Regions from separate parts of the Gossypium arboreum genome. Here region 2 is linked to region 1. The links are chromatin contacts, called in public Hi-C maps. All regions are on one chromosome and are shown on one strand. Each heading gives the region's core, a stretch centred on a gene start, on an enhancer-like site or on the middle of the called end of the contact. The rest is flanking DNA. Distances are from core to core; before and after follow the strand shown. Region 1 holds the start of LOC108458623 (succinate dehydrogenase subunit 3-1, mitochondrial-like). Region 2 has its middle 50 kb from the start of LOC128282568.

Evidence for each region. Hi-C and Micro-C count contacts between places; a contact is called where the count stands out from the background.
Region 2: a Hi-C map of leaf shows a contact between it and region 1, with 2.3 times the contacts expected there. The contact joins the enhancer-like site here to the promoter of LOC108458623 in region 1. A contact is called at or near these places in 2 of 5 Hi-C or Micro-C datasets (both in leaf).

The regions. Positions count from the first base shown.
Region 1 is chr10:47,528,992-47,531,998 of ASM2569848v2, forward strand. LOC108458623 (succinate dehydrogenase subunit 3-1, mitochondrial-like) reads left to right here and starts at 1,408. Exons shown (of 3, transcript XM_017758031.2): 1 at 1,408-1,783; 2 at 1,892-1,924; 3 at 2,007-2,762. The coding sequence starts at 1,624. The coding sequence ends at 2,419.
Region 2 is chr10:47,624,412-47,627,453 of ASM2569848v2, forward strand. No RefSeq gene overlaps it. Among protein-coding and RNA genes, the nearest start is that of LOC128282568, 50 kb to the right of the region's middle. Within about 2 kb of position 1,555, at least 2 of the 2 cell types and tissues checked have an H3K27ac peak or open chromatin away from gene starts, as enhancers often do. A contact at or near this core is called in leaf, where this site is marked.

The DNA of each region.
Region 1 (3,007 bases), core at 158-2,657:
AAATCTGGTTGAGTCCATTGCACTAAATTGATTTTGGAAAATGACCTGAAAATCCAAATCCAACATCTGTTATGTTTTTAGTTGATAAAATATGATAAGTTTAATTGTTTGGATAAATCCGATTAAGCAACGAAGAGTAATTAAATTAATTAAGAAATTGAAGAGAACGATTATAAATATTTTACCTGAAATTTTTTTTTCGAAGAGGATAAAAATTCACAGGCAAAGATAATTTCATTAAATCAGCAAAAACGAAGAGTATAAAGATGAAGATAAAAACTAAACCCTAAAGCCCAAAAATAAGAACACTCGAAACTTAAACACAAAATTTCCTGAAAACTTGTAAAAGTTAATATATTAAATAATCTACACTAATCAGCATTTAAGCGGGAAACTAAAACAGTTTTTAACTGAAAGAAAGTAAACTCAGAAAATTGAGAAACACGTCGCCACATTGCGACGTGGCTTTCTTTTCGTCGTGATGAAGTATGGTCACGTCATCGGAACGAAGAGCTCCTCTTCGTTGCTACGTCACACACTATTAATGCTTAAATATGAGGCATACTCGACATTAATCAATCCTTTTACAAAATATATAAATAATCATACAACTGGTGTATAGATTAATGAATCAAATATGATGAAAATGGATGAGTTGCCATTTTCCTATATATTTACATTTCCATAAACTCTTTAAATTTATGTAAAAAATTTGCTGAGAAGAAAATAGGGTAAATTATATCATTAGTCATTAAATTATAGGTAAGTTTTTGTTTTGGTTACTTAATTCAAAAAATGTTATAATTTGATCACTAAATTATTCGAAAGTTTTCATTTAAGTCACTAAACTATTCAAAATATTTTATTTAAGTCACTAGACTATTAAGTTTTTTTTTAAAGTTCTGCCATAAAGCTCCAAGTGACGATTTGACGATCGAGAGGGTGGATCTGTACCTATCGATGAGTAGAAGAACATAACTTAGATCCAAGTCTATCTGGCGGTCAGTGTAGGAGATTAAAGAAAAAACTGTTTGAATTTTGGTTTGTAGATTTGTGATGTTCAAAGTTGTTTCATGAAAAAGCACTCAACAATAGAAGAGAAACGGAATAAAAGCTTTCGATTGGTACAGATAGTGCGAATAAAGAAAGCTATTTAAGATCGATTTTAATAACCCAATAATTTTAATAAAAACTTGTGAATAATTCAATGACCAACAAAGTAACAACAAACAATAATTATATTTAAGTGTTAGGTGCTTTCTAGAGAAATAAACGATTAATCATAAAACATACTCTATTCGCATGAATGGATGGTTAAAGGATAAGGTGATTGGTTCTAAATTTATAGGTACATAGATTTCCAAAGGTTACTTTAGGAAATGATGAATATTTGAGATAAATTATGGAATTGTTAGATTGCCACATAATTGATCCAAAATTTGTATATCATGTCAACGCCGCATCGCTTAAACCCTAAAACCGAACCTAAATAGGCCTAAGCCCAATAATATCTATTTATGTTTTCTTGCAGAGCAGCTTCCTCCTTCCATTATATAACCCCACCGTTTCACTCCGTGTTTCTTTTCTGCAGGCTAAGCAATTTTGAGACTCTTCCATTTAGCAATGGCTTCTTCTCTAGCTCTTAAGAGGCTCGTCTCATCCAACATCCTCCCTAACTCCTTACGCGTCGCCATCGCTCCATCCACCTCCAGACTCTTTAATACCAACGCCGCCACGCCTGATGACCACGATGATCGCCGTCGTGCTGACGGTTTCTTCTCAGGTACTTGTCCACTCATCTGTTTTTCATTTCGACTTCTTTCCCTTCTTTTTAATTTTTGATTATCTAAAATTGATGCTGATTTTGGCCCTTCCGGTTTCTATGCTGCAGATCTGCAGGGGCGGCGCCAGGGGGCCAAAAAAGGTAAATTTTCACTTTAGTTCTTATTGAAATTATAAAATTATAATTCAGTCGTTTTGCCCCCTCAAGAAAAAAATTCCTGCAGATGTGTTTGATCCTTTGTCTCCAACAAGGAGCCTGAACATGATGGATCAAGTCAAGGGGAATCGATTTCTCTCCACATCCCGTGACATTCCAGGGCTTGGGAGCGAGGCCAAAGAATCAAACCTTCGCCCGTTATCTCCTCATCTTCCTATTTATAAGCCACAACTTTCTGCGACTCTTTCAATTACCAATAGGATCTCCGGGGTTTTCCTAACTACTGCACTTTTGTTCTCTTATCTTCTTTCTCTGAAAATGGGTTCAATTTGCTTCACCTATTCGAATTTCTACCAATTCTTCTTTTATTCAGCAAAACTTGCCCCACTTACCGTATCAATTGCTGCATTGGCCGTTTCCTATCATCTGTGTTATGGGGTTCGTCATTTATTGGCGGATTTTTCGGGAAAGCTGAGGTGAAGAACGGTGAGGAGGAAAGGATGTGATTCAGCTTCAAATCGACTGATTTGCTGGCTTGGTAAGTTTTTATTTTGTCTGGGCCTTTCTGGGTTTAGGTAAGCACTTTGTTTGGCAAAATAAAGAATGTGTTAATGGTTTTTTTTTTTTTGGAATAAATGGAACCTTGGTGTTGAGTAAAAAGAAAACCTTGTTAATGCCAAAAGCATCTTTGAACTTGTCAACATAGTGATCTGTGTTGAATTAGTGGTTTGATTCGATGGATTCTGCTAAATCTTTGATTGGGAGAGCTGTAACCATTAACCGTTCCCCTTTGAATAGTATGAGCTTTGATTCGGAGTTTAAACTGTGCTTATCATCCTCCGTAGTTAACAAACACCAAGCTTTGAATGTGTGAACTCTTTCTGAAAGTGATTGTGAACTGTGATAGGATTGACTTAAATGTAAGATTGATTAGTAAATCGAGAAGGTTACATTATAATTTATTAAATTGTTATTGTTAGAGATTTTGTTTTTCCTTTTAACAAGTTTAGTTCTTTGGATTTTTTTAGTCCCAAGTTTTCTATAAAATTATGATTATTACATTTTGAT
Region 2 (3,042 bases), core at 305-2,804, 96 kb after region 1:
TTGCACTTCTTTCTAGAACCCTACAACTTATCTTTACTATTTTTTTGTTTCCATCAAGCGGATACATATTGGGTCACAGCTCTTACAAAGCTCTTTCAAATTCTGAATTGTCAAAGAAGATCCCACTCCTTGGCAATTCCAAGATAAGAACCTCATAGCCCTTTGGTGGCTGTTATAGGATAGCCACCGTAACGTTCAGTATCAACCAACCTTTGAACAGGACCTCAACTAATACCTCTGAAAACTCAAGCCTAGGACTTCCTTCCCCCTACCTTTCTCTAACACCTTCCAACCCCTTTATACTTCTTCACCTCGTCTTCTCTACAACCTTCTGGCATTCTCTTTCACCCCTTTATTCCCATTATTTCCCATTAACCAATCATCAATTTTTTTATTTCTTTCTTCTCCAATTATTTTCCTGATCATCATCCTCCAAGCTTCTATCCAAAGACATACCTTGTACCTTTTCAACTAAAATTTCTTTAGCCACCAAAATTTGTTTATCCCTTTGCGCACTTGTTTCCACACTGTCCTTTTCACATTTCTCACCTTCATTAGAAGAAAGCTCCACAAAGTAAGGATTCAATCCAACTCTTACTACCTTTCTCCCATCATTTCCAACCATCTTACCTAAAAGCCTTTCTTCAGAATACACATCAGATTCAACACCCTCAATCCCCTCCTCACTCAACCCCTCTTTCCCTTTCTTATGAAAAGATATTTCTTGCCTATTAAATTTCTTAGACCCATCATCCACTATCACTTCTTTCACAACATTTCCCCCTCCCCCTTCTTACCTTCCCCACTCTCACCTATATCTTCCACAGTTCCTCCAAAACTGCCCCATCGTTAACCTACCTCCCTTTCTCCCTCACTTTCACCCATTCCTACCAATATCCCACCCCCTTGAACAATTCACTCAAACCCTTCTCCCTCTTTCCTTCCCACTCCTCATAATTCTTTCCCAACCCCATATTCCTCCCCTCATTTATCCCAAGCACAATATTATCCCTACTCTAATAGCTTCCACCCATCCACCATACCTCCTAACCTAACCTTCATCACTCCATTTCACCTTCTCAAATCTATATATTCTTACTAAGGTCCCACCTTACCACATCCAAAGGAAAAATATGCAATCTTCTCATATTTTATCTTACCTCACACCCTGTCCTTACTCTCATTCGTTACCCAAAATTCAGGAACTAGGGTTTTTTCAGATTAGTCTCAATTTTAACCCTAAAAAAACTTCTACTCCATCCCTTCTCCAAAACTCTATAATCCACCTTCACCAACTTTTTTAACCTACTACCAATCAATTCATCATTCCTAATTGTCATCATTTCTAGAGGTAAATTAGATATTTGGATATAAATAGTCATCTTAGTAAAATCCAACTCTTGAATTTTTCAATTCACTGCCCACCTCTTCAAGTTCAAACAAAAACCCATCACTATCCATGGTCCATTCTACAAAACTGACTCTATCACCTCAAGTTTTGCAAACTAAAGAGCATACATATTTTCTCCAAGCTCCCACACCTTTTCTAGTTCTGCCTCAGACCAGATACTCTGCAAAACCCATTTAAACCCCCTTCTATTAGGAGTTTTATTCGCATGAATTTTCCCAACTAGTGTAAATTTTGTTGCCCTTTCCAAACCCCCTTTAGCTGTTTCCAACTGTATCTCAAGCTCATCAAAACCCCTCTCCTTTTCCATTATAAAAAACCCCCAAATCAATGCAAAGTAGTTAATCGGATTAAAAAGTGACACTATTCTATCCCTCGATTAATGGAAATACTCACAAATAGATCCTACAAAAAAAGAATCATCAAAGCAAGACCTAAAATAGAAAAACAAAAAACTCAAATATGACTTAATCATCAACTACAAGTTGCCCTAAGACTCAAAACCAAAAGACCAGACTCTTTTCTTATTATAAAAGACTTAGAACCTTAAAACAAATAAAGAAAAAACAAAAGAAATTGAAAAATTGACTCGAAACCACATTTTTTTACTCAAAAAATAAATTCGTCATGAAAAAAAGGAGAAAAAACCTCTCCAAAAAGAGATAGGCACTCCCAAAAAATGAGAGAGAAAAAAAATGCAAAGTAACTAACAACTATATGTTAATCATGCTGAGAAATACTATTTACTTGATTAAATATAATTTATTATTGAAAAAAAAAAGAAAAATAAGTGATTTGGTACGATAACGCTAACATTAAAAAGATAGAAAAGAAATATCCCTTAAAGTGATGCCATTTCAAAAAAATAGAAGGATAAAAAAAAGTCCAAAATGGAGCAACAATGGTTGAAACCATCAAGAGAAGAGATGTTCAAAATGGAGCAACAATGATATTTATATGTTTCGAAACATTTCTAAAATTTAAATGGCTTCTCTTTTTAACTTTCTATTATCAAGTTAAGATAATTAGGTTTTAGTTAGTCTATTCTCAGTTGAATAAGGGGTGGCCAAATCAACTATTTCATTTGCGGGGTAAGAAAGCTCGTGTTTTTCGTCCACGTGATAAAACAAATGACCAACTATAAAAGGGTTTAATTTTGACTGAAGTTTTGAGCTTTTTTCAATAAATACATTGAGTAGGATAGGGAACTTGTATAGTTTTATAAAAAATAGATTATTTTAAAGAATTATAAAAAAAGTCGAGATAAGTTTCATTTTTATCGAAAGGGAAATGATATTAAGAATTCGTTAATCTCTATTTTATTTTTAAATAATATATTATAGTATTTTTTAATTACTATTAATTTAGTAATGGTGGCCTAATTAAGAAAAAGCAAGTGGAAATGTTTGTTATAAGATTATAATAAATTTGCTTTGTTTGAGAGTGAGAAAGGAATCAAAATTTAAAATGTTGCAGCCTAAAATATATTTATAAAAATGAGGTAAATATTATAATTATTTTTTAAGATAACATTATATATTTGTTCGGTTTTGGCTTGATTTTATAATTTAATAAAAAAGTGATATATGAATGAAAAAATATATTTTTTCAATTTTAGAAATAAAATTCAAAAA